2 separate regions of the Anser cygnoides genome follow, and region 1 is linked to region 2. A link is a contact called in public Hi-C data. All regions are on one chromosome and are shown on one strand. The core of a region is the stretch at or near the end of the contact, and the rest is flanking DNA. Distances in the headings are between cores, read along the strand shown.

What was found. Hi-C and Micro-C count contacts between places; a contact is called where the count stands out from the background.
Region 1: a contact with region 2 is called in a Hi-C map of fetal liver, with 2.0 times the contacts expected there. The contact joins the enhancer-like site here to the promoter of NUDT4 in region 2. A contact is called at or near these places in 2 of 7 Hi-C or Micro-C datasets (fetal liver and liver).

What each region holds. Positions count from the first base shown.
Region 1 is chr1:49,065,286-49,069,839 of Taihu_goose_T2T_genome, forward strand. The region is part of intron 3 of LOC125182457 (a long non-coding RNA gene); the gene reads left to right. Among named protein-coding and RNA genes, the nearest start is that of NUDT4, 45 kb to the left of the region's middle. Within about 2 kb of position 2,141, at least 1 of the 3 cell types and tissues checked has open chromatin away from gene starts, as enhancers often do. A contact at or near this core is called in fetal liver, where this site is marked.
Region 2 is chr1:49,021,598-49,026,166 of Taihu_goose_T2T_genome, forward strand. NUDT4 (nudix hydrolase 4) reads right to left here and starts at 1,266. Exons shown (of 6, transcript XM_066995090.1): 1 at 842-1,266.

The DNA.
Region 1 (4,554 bases), core at 891-3,390, 45 kb after region 2:
GAACATTCTGAAGAAGGTCTGGAAGAAGATTATCTACGATGGACTCTTATTTTTTAAGTTTATCTTCCGGCCCATGGGGAGCCCAGCTGTGTATACAAGTGTCCAGAAACTGCTGCCAAGGTTTTGTTGGTCTAATCTAAGAAAAAGGAGCATTAGGTCAAACACTTATATTGCATCACTGTAAGGAAAATATTTATGAAGGCTTTATGTAAGATGTTTTATGCATGGTTGCTGTTTTTCTAAAATAGAATTTAAAGTAATTTGAAACGTTTCCCTAAGTATTGTAAGAAAATACAGCATATAATTAAAAAATAAACCACAAAACACTTCACAGTCATAAGAGAATTTCTTAGCATACGATGATGCTTAACTTCAGAATCTAGTAGTTTATGATGATCTTGATTTAGAAGCTGTTTCTCAGCAATACAGAATGTTTGCTGACTATGGTATAACCTAATGACATAGGTTGTCCCTTCACGCTTGACTCCTGTTGGTGCAGATGCATCTTGAGCATCTTGACAGTGAGTGACTGAGTCTACATCAGAAGAAATGAGTCACTGTATAAATTCTTGCATGTTAAAACACTCTTTCACCATATAATTCTATACTGGCTTTTATGTCAATAAGTTAAGCCATATGATGATAAGCAGGCTTAAAGCATTGATACTTCACCACTTCACAGCTAGCAGTGTTATGATTAAACTGGCTGCATGTAATGTTGGTGGCCAGGGGAGGAGCAGCAAAAAGCCTGTCAGTAAACAAACTTTATTAATAGAAATCTTATCACAAATGTCATGTGTTAATTTCCAAGGCTTAATTAGAACTTTTTATAGTTCAAACAGTATCAAATTTTGAGGAGCAATAACAACTAATAATGCCGTTTAGTTGTCATTTCCAACTATTTAATACAAGTTTCTGAAACAAAATGATTTCCATGGTTGCTGCACAAACTGACTTTGGTTCATGAATGTCAAGTACAACCACCTGCACTATGTAGAAGTATTTCCACGTGTTGTGATGATCTCAGATTTATAGGTCTCTTCTAAATGTGCAGCACTCCCAGCAATGTCATTGGCAGTTCCACACATAGAGGACAAGGATGGACTGGTTGGGCAGTGGACTAAAGTGAGAGACCTGCTGCAGGTTTCCTTCATTGATTCTGAGTTGGTCATTTAACCACTGAACCTTCACTGACTTGTGTCAAAGTGGATTGTGTCCCTGACTTTAGTGGAGTAGGAAGTGTCCGTGTTTGTGCCTATGCTGTGCATGAGTAGGCTGTGCTACTGAGAAACCTAAAGCAGGTTTGATCCATCACCCATTTCTCTGAAGCCACTGGATACCCCTTTGCTAAGTGTGTGTGGGTCTCTTAGGCTGCCTAAAAATCCCATTATCTGCTTTTGCAATGGATGATATATGAACTCACCTAGGAAGTGCTTAGCAGCTATACTGCAAGAAGGGTAGATAGGATAAATGTTGGTGGCCAGCTAAATGCAGCATGGTCACCGTGCCCATATGGTCTGTATACGTGTACATTTGGACCCATGCTAAGGGGAGATTAGATCCAAGATTTCTTTCCCAGTCTTCCCTGTATCTACCTCAGGTATGTAAGTGAATTTGAAAGTTAAACTAAGGCACACTTTTGAACTCGAAATGTTGTGTAGGTGTAATGTCTGTTCTTGAATTCCCCATCATTAAAAATGGATGAAATAGGACATGGCTGCTATTTCTCTCTTTATGATATTACCACCTGTGTATTAAAATGAAAGGCTGAAATAGTTGAGTACTACAGTGACTGGGGTCATAAAGTATCATACACGATTGCGTTGTAGTTTTGCTTCTTGTTTCTATAGAAACATTCAGCCAAGAATCTCAAGGCTCTTCACAAGTATTCATGAATTAAACCTGTGAGGTAAGAGATGGTGATTATTCTTGTTTACAAATAAGGAAATGCAGAGGTTAAACTACTCGATCAAGGTCACACAACAAATCTGTATCCATGCCAGGAATAAAAAACAACTCTGTAGTCTGTGCTTTAGTCACCAGACTGATATTCTCTATTGGAAGGGCTGCACAGAGCTGAGAGGAAAGCCTTGTACAAAGTCTGCTGATTTGGTCATTTAAAATGTACATTCCAGCTCAGATTGCCTCACTGAAGTGACCTTATATTTTTATCTCTTTGTCCGTCTAAACTTTGCCCTTGTGAAAACATCATTATATCCAGTCAAAGCAGGAGTAGCATGATTTTGACAAGACTTTCGCAAATCTCTGACAAAGCAAAACTGAAGCCTATGCTAAAAAAGTATGACAATCTTTGCATGTATGGTGGCTAATCCTTCAATGGCAATTAGATAAACAGACCCAGAACATTCCTGGTTCATTTCAATGGCTACATAAACCAAACAAAGCAAACATATTTATGGGAAGAATAATTAGGTATTTTCTCTGGAGTTACCACAGAGATATTGCATTGTATGATAAATATGTGGGGACTGTTGAGAGACAAGTAAAATAAATAAACAAATAAATAAATGCCCACTCTTCTGTGTTTCTTTTTAAACCATGTGAAGGGAAAACCTGTAGAATCATAAACTTTTTTGGTATCCACTCTCTGCTCTTCCTTTTGTGCTTCATGCTTACCAGCACCAGAATATTGTAAATGGGGTATTAGAGGAGAAAAAGACACACCTCTTCAACTCCATCATCTCATTGGCTGCTGTTTGTAGAATGAATGGGTAGAAAGTATGTTCTGTTAGAGCAAATATGCTCTAAGGGGATTCTCTTTTCTTGTCTGGGATGAATAGTATAAAATGATTTCTTGCTTCCTGACCTGTTAGGAATATAGATGTCTGACCTAAGGTATGCTTCTTTTCTTTCTTCTAGATACTACAACTTACACTTATTACATGGCTATTGGTCTGAATTTTGGCTATATTCTTGTGCTCATGCTCTTTGTTGTCTGTCTGGCTGCAACTGAGAATTTTACGCTGCTTGGAGGACAGGTTTGCTGCTGCTTTCTCGAGATTATTGGTTGTATTATAATTTTGCTGAAGAACACATCGGATGGGCGAATGGCAGTAATTTGGTGAGGAAAAGTCTTGGGAGAGCTGAGGATCATGTTTAGCAAATCTGATTTTAAAAGTTCACAGAGGTGCTTAACAGAAATGAGGCTTATTGGATCAGACTTATTGCAGGGACGAAGCAGGGATGGAATAAGGACACAAATGGGGAGGATCAGCAGTGCCACCCTGAAAGATAAGCACTGCTGGAACCACAGTCATATATATCACAGTTTGAATGAAATTTTCACGGCTTTTGAGAAGTCCCACTTAAATGAGCATTAAAATCCATAAAGACTGAAAGGATAAAGTGTCAGTGTCACATAAGGTCTGATAATCAATCTGCATTTTCATCACAGTGTCGAGTGACAGCTGCACCTCAGCTGCCACTGTTCCCTCTGAGCTGGGCTGTCAGAGATGGTGATGACTGCAGATCTTGCTCAGTGTCAGTTTGCAGTGTTACTTCCCAAAATGTTTGGTTGATTTCTCAAGCTTTTTACTAGCTTTTATATGAAAATTTTATAGCAGTCAGACTTGCTTGTGAATTTGCATATAGCTAATCCAGTCAGTATTACCACTCCTCAGCTTGCATTAAAAAGAAACACTTGAAAGTACAATATCTCTCAATACAATATCTCACTTTAGTAGGTACAGGGCCACATTTGTCATCTGACTTAGATTAGTTGAGGATACAGGTATATTTTTTGCAGGTCAGAGAAAATTTAATGGGAGAAATGTAGCAATAGTACCTAAATGAAGCTTTGACTCTCTACTTGCCGGTCTCTGGCTCAGATCATTAGTTCATCCTTTTCTAAAACTACAGATCTTTACAGTCTATAAATACTTAAGTGGGAGTACCTCAAAGAAGTAAAATTACATTTTTTGTATTAAAATAATCCAGTGATCTTTAAATGTATTTTTTGAAAATTTAATTTTTTTTTTTTTTTTTTAGAGAAGATAGCTACATCTGTTGTATATAGTTTAGCTTTGCTTCCACAGATTAGAGATGAAACAACCCACTGTAATGAGATTTATCGGGAGGCCTACCATTAGGTCTTTCGCCTTCTGTCCTGCTGCTTATAAAGGAAGAAAATTGTAGTTGCTGTGTTGTCTGCATGTTGCATCTCCAGGGGAAGATGGGCAGTTCTGGAAGTGCCAATCACTTGATAAGTGGAATCACCAAAGTGATTGGTTTCACTCCCTGTGAAATGCAAGTGCTCTGTGTTCCCTAAACTAACCTGAAGTTTCTCCTAACATTGGGCAAGGTTTAAGGGTGGGGTAAAATGAATCACATAAACTCTTAGTTGCATATGGAAACAGACGAATACCTGACAAAGGCAGGACTCTAATAGTTGACTACAAGCCATTGTCAAGTTATGATCTTCTATGTCTAGCCAGCCCACAGAGTTGTGAAGTCTGCTGGAGAGAGAGGTTCCACAGATTATATAGCTGGGGTACTGGTGGCTTGTCTTTGAGGCGTTCTTCTAAATGTCATTTG
Region 2 (4,569 bases), core at 16-2,515:
GAAGAAGCCTGAGCTGGGGTGGCATCCAGGGATTGAACACATACAAAGGGAGAGGTGTACTGAATGGTCAGAAGTGCTGCTGAAACCGAGGGAAAACCAGACCGACTGCAAGAGCTAGGAGGACTTCTGCCGGGCATCTTCCTCCTTATAAAGGAAGGGAAATGCTGTTATTTAGCAGAAGCCGAGCAGGGCGATCCCGGGGCTGTGTTTATACTCCACACGGTAACACAGAGCAGAACACCCTTCCATTTCTCCCCAAACCCACCGGCAGGTCGGTGCCTCACGACGAGGCCTCTCCCTGCTGCATTACACCCCATCGGATGCTTACGAACACGCGAGAAATTCGCCACGCTCAGAGCCCGGAGAGCGCCCTGGCTTCTCCCAGCCGGCAGGCGAAGAGGAAAAAACCCAACCCACAGCCGCCGCGGGTTCCCACACCTATCCGAAACCCCCCAAAAAGGCACAAAAAGCAGCGAGGCGCACGCCGGCAGCCCGGAGCAGGTCCCCCAGCGCGTTGTGCAACGCGGCCGCCAGGCGAGCGCCCAGATAACGGCCGGTGCCCGTGACCTTGGCGAGGCACCGGGGGCAGCTCCGCCGGTCCGCGGGGGGCTCAAACCCACCCCGGTCACCACACGGGGCCCGGGCCGGTTCCCCCCCCCCACCCCCCCGCCATTACACGCCTCCGGCGGGGCCGCGCACAAAGGAGGCGCCGCCGCCGCCCCGCGCACGTGTGCCCGCGCCCCAAAATGGTGGGCGGCGGCCCCCGGTCCCCGTCCCTCGTCCCCCGGTCCCCGCGGGCCGGACAAAGCCCCCCCCCCCCCCCCCCCACGTGCGGGCTCACCTCGTCCTCCCGCTCGCTGCGGAAGCAGAGGCACGCCGCCCGCTTCTTGTAGCCCTCCCGGTCGTACGTCCGCGTCTGGTTCGGCTTAAATTTCATCATAGAGCCGCTCAGGCGCCGGCAGCCCCCGGCCGCCGCCACGGCTCACTCCGACCGAGCGCCGCCGCCGCGCCCCCCGGTTCCCCCGCTGGGCACTGGGGCGGGAGGGAGGGAGCGAACGGAGGAGGGAGAGAAGGGAAGGGCCGGGCCCAGCGCCTGTCACAGCCGCGCCGCGCCGCTGCGACCGCCCCCGGAGCCGCGCCGCGCCATGGAGCCCCCCGAGCAGCCGCCGCCGCCCCGCCCGGCCGCGATCGCCGCGGCGGCCGGCCCAGCGCCCACTATTTAACCCGAACGCGCATTCCTGCGCCCGCCGCGCCGCCGCGCTCCGCGCAGGCGCCGGGCGGGGCGGGGGGACCGGGGGCGGGCGGCGGCGGCGGCGGCGGGTGGGGCCCCGGCGCTGGGGGGGTGCCGGTGAAGGGCCGGCGGTGGGCGGGATTTGTGCTGGTGTGAGGGCCGGGTGAGGCGGGCAGCGGGGCGGACCGGGCTGCCGGCAGGCTGCGGAGGCTCCGCTGCCGTGGGGGTTAGTTCCTGCTGGTCGTGGAGCCCCGCAACGCCCAGCCCAGAGCACAACGGGGAGCGCTCCTCGCCTCAGCGCCTCAGCGCCTCAGCGCAGGCTGGGGTGGCAGGTGGCCAGCAGAGCCCCTACTGCCCGAGCGTGAGAGGTAGCCTGCGCTTGGGCACTTCTGCTGCCAGAAATCCCCCATCCACAGCGTTGCATAAGCATTCTCCTTAATCCGAATCCTGTTTGATGTTAACAGTATACAAAAAAAGACCTTACGCTTTTAAGAGAGGACCAAAAAAGACTTCATGCTTTCAGAGTGGACCACTTGCTTTAAAAAGTCTATCCTCCCTGCACCGGAACACATATGCTTTTTCATCCTTTTATATATATATATATATATATATATAGATCCTGTTGATACGTTGATACATAACAGGTCAGACCCGTATATGCGTTTTGTGGCATGCCGTAAAAGGGCCGTGGTTCATCATCGCTGCCTATTCCGGTTATTAGAAAAATTTGGAGCTTTTGTTCTTCAGGGTGCAAGCCACGTGCAATGATTCTGTGCAGTACCACACTTGAAAACCATGGAAGATAAAAGTGGGAAAACACAATTTTATCGAATTTTTGTATTAAAGTTGTAAGCTGTAAGCTCAAATACACAAAGATTAAGAAACTCCAATTTTAGTTTACTTTTACCCGTTATTTTACTTCTACAAATGCGTTTTATTCTAGAAGGCACCTGGCAAATGGTCTGGCAGATTAGCTCTTTTCCTTCTCATTCAGTCAGATCCGGGTCTCATTTATTGCTATGTGTCGTCAGTCAGGCCTTAGGTTTAAGCAGTTATTTAATGTTTCTCTAACCAGAATATATACATATATATGTATGTATTTTTGCAACGGAAGGACAAATACCCTATCAGTATCTGAAATAGTAAGTTCAAAAGTTAAAGGGTTGAGGTCTGAAACATTTGAGAATGTTGAAGAAAAGATTAAAAAACCATGTTTTTGACACTTGTACTCATGAACTTGTCCATGATGCAGAAAACAGTCTGGTATGGTGTAATTAAACTCAAGGGCTACAAATTAATATCACACAGTCTCTGTACCAATATTTCTTAGATTTCGCCTTGCTGCCTACATCTGTACAACCAACATAAACGTGTCTTCAAGTAACGCATGTAGTTTAGAAGAAAGGAATCTTGTCTCTGGTCTGCATTTTATAAAAGACCCTTGTCATAGAACTCATTTACTTTGGGGTGTTCTTTGAGCTGCTGTTTCAGGGTTTACCTTTTACGACAAACATGTTTTAAGTCTTTGCTATGGTTCTCGAATTACCTTTTTTTGTTTGGGAGGTTTCACCTCCCAACGCAATTGGAGGAAGTTCAAAACCAGGATTTATACATAACGAGAGCAGTGTCCAAAGATCACATGAGCTTAGGCCAAATTTTCCACTTTTGTACAACTCACCCCTCCCACCCCCAAAAAACAAACAAAACATTTGACTGCCAAATCAGAACACAACATACAAATCCTCTCTCTGTTGTGAAACTCTGTGGTTCTTCGTCACGTATCACAGAGGTAAGAGCTGGAAGAGAGAGCTCTGCAAGGTGGTCCAGTCAATAAGAAATGTAGGCTGTCCATAGTTGCCTTTTCTCATCCGGGTATCATCAAACAATAACAGCTCCAATGATCTGTAAGGTTGCTGGGGCTCTCGTTGTTTTTCTAGAAGCCTTAACTTTTACCTACATGTAATGAGGCTTTTATTTTACATCAGAGGTTAGGGAAAAAAAAAACAAAAGCAAAACAACCCTTTGTGAATACAAAGAAAATAATGACAGATGAATCTAAGAAGCAAAGCAGTAGGTTGTTTTGGTTTTTAGACCTTGAGGGATTGTTTTGAGAGGTGCTTTTTTCTAGGAAAACAACAACAACAACAACAACAACTTGGTTTAGAAAGGTTGAGATTCATTGGGTTAGGAATTAAATGCCTGAAACTGTACCTTTTTCTTTGGTCTTGTGATTCTTCAATGGACCTTGGTTTTGGAATCTTCAAAGGCCTGAATCTTCAAGTTTTTGTATATATTTTTTAAAATTATTCAATCCTCTTGTAAGTTTTAAATTATGTGGTCTATCTAGATACAGCAGTCAGCAACAGCAGTTTGTGGAAACAGTTAAATCATCAGTAAATAATTAACATTTACGATGCTATCACATTCATATTAGCAGTAGTTCTGTAATGATGCATTGCCTCATGTTTAGTTTATGCAGTCTATGAATACTAGGTATCAAGTTATGATTGTATAGGATATTACCTAAAGGAACTGCTACAGTGGTGTACCAAAGGTCAGTTTTGTTCAGAGGTGGCTCTTTTATGTGAAGAGTGCCCCTGGAATTTCCACAATAGCAATGGTAATTGTGAAATAACTGATGATACCTTGAGTACAAGTGTGAACCAAAGCTGAGAAAACCATGCAAGATGCAGAGACGCTGTTAAAGGAAGTTCAAAAGCCTCTACGTTCAGACAAAAATAACTCTCCACCTCACTGTAGTTACACTTTAAGTCTGCTTAAATGCAAGGGAATGATTTTCTTTTCCTTGAGAAGAAAGAAACAGGTTTAAAAATTTACAGAGTAATTAGATTTTCCAGTTGCCTTGACCTACATTTATTGCCCAGATTAGAAACGGCAGCGTTCAATAACTATGTTCAGGCAAGTTTTACGTAACTTTTTTTTCCACTCTTGGTTTATTATGGTTAATAAAAATGAAATATTTGATGGAACTTTCAGTTCTCTACTTAACATTTAGTTAGGAGAGAAACATATACTTATTTTTTTTTTCTCATGTCTGCAAATAGCACATCAAATCAATTACGAAGGAAACTCGTGCCTTTAGTTATCGTTTTGGACGATCATTTGTTCTGTCAGGGTTATAACATTTCTTTGGTATACAGCAGTTAAGCCAGCACAAAAATCCAAAAGTTCAGGAGCGAACAGTGTATTTAGAGTGCATCCCTCCAGTGCTGCATTGTGTGGCTTTTTGGAACAGTAAATCCTCATTCAGCTGCATTGTAGCCCAGTGAAAGGCTGCCTGCAGCTCTAGGCCCAGTCATCGTGTCAGCAGAGCTTAC